Regions from separate parts of the Oryctolagus cuniculus genome. Here region 1 is linked to region 2. Evidence: chromatin contacts called from public Micro-C data. All regions are on one chromosome and are shown on one strand. Each heading gives the region's core, a stretch centred on a gene start, on an enhancer-like site or on the middle of the called end of the contact. The rest is flanking DNA. Distances are from core to core; before and after follow the strand shown. Region 1 has its middle 24 kb from the start of SPAAR. Region 2 holds the start of NPR2 (natriuretic peptide receptor 2).

Region 1 (2,944 bases), core at 118-2,617, 86 kb after region 2:
GACTCTTAACATGCACAGTCACATTGCTTTCAGGATATGCAGAGTTATGCAGTCATTACCACCATTAGTATTAGACTATTTTTATCACATCCAAAAGGAACACCCTAAATACAAGTCCTGCAGTTTTATTCTTCTTTTTCAATGCTGTTTTGAGATCCTGGTGGATTTTAGAATAAGTTTTCCTATTTCTGCGAAAGAAAGAAGGCAAGGTCAGTCACTGGAATTGTGAGAGGGATTGCACTGCTTCTGTGACTTCCTGAACTCTGAGCACAGGTGCGATGGCTGATTTGCACTCTATTAAACTTGACCCAGGGCCCTTCTTCAGGAAGTTTCTATTGCCTGCTTTATTCCTCATGTGAGACCACACTTCCTTGTTTCTTTGTAGATTTCGTAATTTTGGGTTGAAACAATATGTTGTGGCAGCTGGGATACTGAGCCCCTGCTGCTCGTGTGGCTGGCTTTTGCTGTTTGCATCTTTATTCTTACTAATATGTTTAAAAAGATGTATTTATTTACTTGACAGGCAGAGTGACAGAGAAGGAGGGAAAAACAGAGAGAGCTCTTCCATCCACTGGTTCACTCCCCACATGGCTGTAATAGCCAGTCCTGGTGCAGGCTGAAGCCAGGAGCTCAGAACTCCACCCTGACCTCCCTTGTGGATGACAGAGGCCCATGCACTTGGGCCATCTTCTGCTGCTTTCCCCCGCGCATTAGCAAGGAACTGGATCAAAAGCGAAGCAGCTGGGACTCGAACTGAACCGGTGCCTGCACGGAGTGCCATGCCCCGGGCTGCGGCTTCACCCGCTGCACCACAGCACCGATCCCTGTCGTTTGCACCTTTATTACTGACTTGGATTTTTGTTTAGTCCATTTCCCCATGGTGTGCAGCCTCTGATGTTTGCCCTGGGAGGATGCAGTGGATATTTGCACACTTACACAGGGCTGACAGTGGGCTCAGTAGAGCTGTCGTCCCCTGTTGCTTTTCCTGATCTCTATTATAAACCTGCCTGCCTCTGCTGGTGTCACACCCGCTAATTGCTCCATTGTGTTTGGCTGTGCCCTGGGTAAGGAATCGCTTCACAGTCTGACCCAAGTAAGTTCTGGCAGGAGTAGTTGCCTCCCAGTTAGCTCACTGCTCTCAAGGAGCTACCAGCCTCTGAATCGTTCACCACCCAAATCTCCAAGGTTCTCAAGGGCACCCTTAGAACTGAATTTCTCCGCACTCTGTTTCAAATGAAGTTGATTCCTTTGGAGCAAAGTTAGAGAATTCTTAGTTCTTACAGACTGCCTCTTTCCATGGGCAAAATCTGAGCCACAGCTCCGGGCGCTGGATGAAGGCAGAGCCTCTTGTCTTCTCCGCTTGCCGTGCCCAGAGCTCTGTGCACTGCCCTGAGTGCGATGGGATCCCAAATACTCTCTTCCTGCCGTACCTGAGGCAGAGCTGCACATTTTGAGTAGAGCTGTGTGAGACGGGGACTTCCGGTCTCAGCTGCATCGACCAGGAATTTAGCTTTTGCAACTCAGATTTGGGGGGTGTGAGACAAGCTGGAGACATGCCTCTCTTCTGTGATAAATGTTCTCTCTGCACTTGAAATAAATATGTATTCTGCTGTTACTGGGTTGTACTCTATAAATGTCAATTAAATTGATTGAGAGTATTGTTCCAGTCTGCTCTATTATTGCTCCATTCTATTTGTTTTTCAGTTCTTGAGAGAGAGAGGTGTTGCAATATTTGGCTGTGATTGTAGATTTGTCTATTTCTCCTTTCGGCTCTATCGGGTTTTGCTTTACATATTTGAGATGCTGTTAGTAGATACATACACTTCTAGCACTGTCATCTCCTCTTGTTGAATTTATCTGCTTGTCATTTTTTTTTCTATTTTTTAATAAAATATTTATTCATTTATTTGGAAGGCAGTTACAGAGAGACAGGGAGAAACAGAGAGAGAGAGAGAGAGAGAGAGATCTTCCACTCACTGGTTCATTCCCCCAATGGCTGCAACAGCCAGAGCTGGGCCAGGCCAAAAGCCAGGAGCCAGGAGCTTCATCCAGGTCTCCCACGTGGATGGCAGGGGCCCAAGCACTTGGCTCATCTTCCACTGCTTTCCCGGGAGCATTAACAGGGAGCTGGAGAGGAAGTGGAACAGTCAGGGCTTGAACATGTGCCCATATGGGATGCCGGCGCTGCAAGTGGCAGCTTAACCACGTGCTGCCCCCACCTTGCCATTTTTCAAGTGACCCTCTTCATCCCTCTTGATATTCTTTGCTGTAAAATTCCTTGGTCTGACATTAATATAGAATTGTATCTTTAAAAATCCAACTGGAAAATCTCTCTGCCTTCTAATTTAGATGTCGACACCATCAATGCTCCCAGTGACTGTGGGTATGGCTGGGCTTGGGTTCCATCTTGCTGTCTCCAGTCTCCCCTCTGTTATTTCCTCCCATTGATGTTTTGTATTGAATTCCTTTGATTGAGTGTTTTTGTAATTTAATTTCATCTCTTTCATTGCCATAGTAGCTGTATTTTATTTTTGGTGGTTGCTTTAAACATAATTTACCAGCTCACCCTTTGTTAATATTCACCCACAGTGTACAAATGTTGCAAAATGCATTTCATCTTCCCTCTCCTGGGCTTTCCACTGTTGTGCTCATATACTTTATTTCCACATGCGTCTGCATCCTGTAGGACGGTACTAGCTGTGCTTCCAACACTCGGGTATCCCTCAAGAGTTGAAAAAGGCGAGTAAAAGACCTTTCATATTTATTCACATATTCCATCTTCCAGGTCTTGTCACGTGGCGTCGTGCTTCTCTTAACATTCTTGTAGATAAAATTGGCAATAAGCTTATCTAGTTTTGTGTGTCTGAAAATATTTTTATTTTATCTTCATTTTATTTTAAAGATTTATTTATTTATTTGAAAGGCAGAGGGGCTGGTGTTGAGG
Region 2 (2,843 bases), core at 71-2,570:
AAGGAGCTGTCCTAAGATTTCCTTTTCACTGGGCTCGAGGCCAGAGACATTGCCACAGGGGGTTTCTTTTGGCCTCTGCACCCTAGGGAATCCACACGCATGTCCCTCGAAGGTCAGCACTGGGCCCTTTGGCTTTCATCGTATCCCCCCCGCCCCCCCAGCTCGTGCAAGGCAAGCAGCCAGCTTCAATAAACAAACACTGTGCCTAAGAATAAAAAGGCATTGTCCTTCATTTCCCCTCCGAAACCACTAGGTGTCGCCTTCATCTCAGAGAAACTGCGCCCCTCCTCGCCCTGCCTTCCCACCCGCCTCCAGGAGCTCTTAGCGTTTTGGCACAGGGATTTCTGGAAAAGTGGATTGAAAATGGGTGGGGGAGAGAAACAGTGTCTCTCAGCACGGGGAGGAGAATGGGTTTATGTGCACGTCCTTTATGACAGTCTGAGAAAAGTCCCCTAGGCCCCTTAGCTGTCCCTGCCAGCAGTCATGTTGTCATCCCCTACAGGGTCAGATGCACACTCCAGATTTGGGGTATTTGGGGTGAACTTGCTAGGGAGGAAGCTTGAGACCAGGTGAACCCAAGGTGGGGTACAGTGGGCCTCCACCGCTTCCGGGGGATGTTCTGCGCAGTGCGCCCCTAAGCTTTCACCCAGCGCTAGCCCGACCTTGCAGCGGAGACAAAAGAAAGGGCAGGCCCCGGAGCAGATGGCGCGCTGGGAGCTGGGGTGGGCCGCGGTGGGCCTCTGAGGATGTGTGGAGGCCACAGGGGCAGGCAGGGGGGCGGGGAGAGGAGGGTCGAGTGCCCGGTAAGGAGGGGAGCCTGGGGGAGGGGGGCTCTCGAGGAGTGGGGCGTGGGGCCCCTGGGCGCTGGTGGGGCCGGTCCTACCCTGAGTGGGCGCTGCCTCCGAGAGGCGTCCGGAGGGCGGCATGGCTCATTAGGGGGGCACTGCTAAGGTGACCAGAGGCTCGGGGATCCCGGCCTGCTTTCTAGAGACAAGCGTGTATGAGGGGCTCCGGAAGCTCAGAGGAGACCCCCAGGAAGAGGGGGCCAAGTCGGGGGCAGAAGACAGGCCCCGGGAGCGCTGGAATGTGCGAGATGGAAGGGGGCTTGGCGGAAGCCCTGCAAGCCAGGGGACGCCCGGGGCCCCCAGCCGGCCCGCGAGACCCTCGTGGGGAGCCCCCCAGCGCTCCCCGGGCTGGGCTTACGACCGGGGAGGTCCCCGGGCGCCCGGGTGGGGGGCGGGGGGAGGCGGCGGGCGCCGGAGGGTGGGGCCGGGCGGGGCGGAGGAGGGGCGGGCGCGGGGGCGGGCGCGGGCGGCCTGCCCAGGGAGTCGCACTCGGCCGCCGCCGCCGGCGCAGCTAGCGGAGACGCGCCGGGCCGAGGCGACCTGACCCGGACGAGCGGCGCGCGCGGGGGCCCAGGCGGGGGGCGGGAGGAAGCGCCGGCCGCCGGGGCCCAGGAGGAGCGGAGCGGAACGGAGCTGGGGACACGGGCGGGGCCGCCGCAGCTCCGGATGGGACCAGCGCCCGGGCCCGTTAGTCCAAGCAGGAGCTTCGGGAGAAGCCTTCGCAGGAGACTCACCCCTGCCTTCCCCTCCCCTCCGGCCCAGGCCTCGCTTTGCTCCCCGCCCGCCCATGTCCCAGACCGTCCGCGCCGCGGGCGCCCTCCCGCCTCGCCGCCCCTTTGGTCCGGTTTCCCGCAGCTCCCCGGCCTCCCAGCCCCTTCGGCCGTGAGGTGCCCCCAGGCCGTTTCTTCGTACCAGTTCACCCCCGCCCCCAACCCCATCCCAGCCTCGGATTCCCCGTTGCTCCTCAGGCCACTTCAGGGCTCCCTGTCCCCATCCCGGCCGCGGGCCCCTTCCGTCTGTCCGTGCCTCCCCCTGCCACCCTTCCCCTAGTGCTCCGTGCTGGCCCTAGACTGGCGGCCCACCCCCTCCGCACCCCAGGCGGCCTCTCCTCTCCTCCGGGCGGGTCCGGGTCCCCAGCACTTTGCGGGGCCCGGCCGCCTCGGCCCGCGCCTCTTCCCCAGGCTCCAGGCTGGGTGGTGCCCGTGCCTCCCGGCTAGGCCAGAGCGGCCCCAGGTGCTGGGGGCGGAGGGGCTGCTGCTTTATCCCCATGGCCTTGCCATCGCTCCTGCTGTTGGTGGCAGCCCTGGCAGGTGGGGTGCGTCCTCCGGGGGCGCGGAACCTGACGCTGGCGGTGGTGCTGCCGGAGCACAACCTGAGCTACGCCTGGGCCTGGCCACGGGTGGGTCCTGCTGTGGCACTGGCCGTGGAGGCGCTGGGCCGGGCACTGCCCGTGGACCTGCGGTTTGTCAGCTCCGAACTAGATGGCGCCTGCTCTGAGTACCTGGCACCGCTGCGCGCCGTGGACCTCAAGCTGTACCACGACCCTGACCTGCTCTTGGGCCCCGGCTGCGTGTACCCCGCCGCCTCAGTGGCCCGCTTTGCCTCGCACTGGCGCCTGCCCCTGCTGACTGCGGGTGCTGTGGCTTCTGGCTTTGCAGCTAAGAGCGAGCATTATCGCACCCTGGTTCGCACGGGCCCCTCGGCGCCCAAGCTGGGTGAGTTTGTGGTGACCTTACACGAGCACTTCAACTGGACCTCCCGCGCTGCCCTGCTGTATCTGGACGCTCGCACCGATGACCGGCCTCACTACTTCACCATCGAGGGCGTCTTCGAGGCCCTGCAGGGCAACAACCTCAGTGTGCAGCACCAGGTGTATGCCCGGGAGCCAGGGGGCCCTGAGCAGGCCACCCACTTCATCCGGGCCAACGGGCGCAGTGAGTGTGGCCCGGGGCTGTGTTAGGGCCGGGGTTGGCGGGGAGCTGGAGCCCAGGCCTGGGA

The links. Hi-C and Micro-C count contacts between places; a contact is called where the count stands out from the background.
Region 1: a contact with region 2 is called in a Micro-C map of ear pinna, with 2.9 times the contacts expected there. The contact joins the enhancer-like site here to the promoter of NPR2 in region 2. A contact is called at or near these places in 4 of 6 Hi-C or Micro-C datasets (ear pinna, psoas muscle, skin fibroblasts and 1 more).

The regions. Positions count from the first base shown.
Region 1 is chr1:198,780,349-198,783,292 of mOryCun1.1, forward strand. No RefSeq gene overlaps it. Among named protein-coding and RNA genes, the nearest start is that of SPAAR, 24 kb to the right of the region's middle. Within about 2 kb of position 1,368, at least 1 of the 8 cell types and tissues checked has an H3K27ac peak or open chromatin away from gene starts, as enhancers often do. A contact at or near this core is called in ear pinna, where this site is marked.
Region 2 is chr1:198,694,859-198,697,701 of mOryCun1.1, forward strand. NPR2 (natriuretic peptide receptor 2) reads left to right here and starts at 1,321. Exons shown (of 21, transcript XM_051856525.2): 1 at 1,321-2,779. The coding sequence starts at 2,113.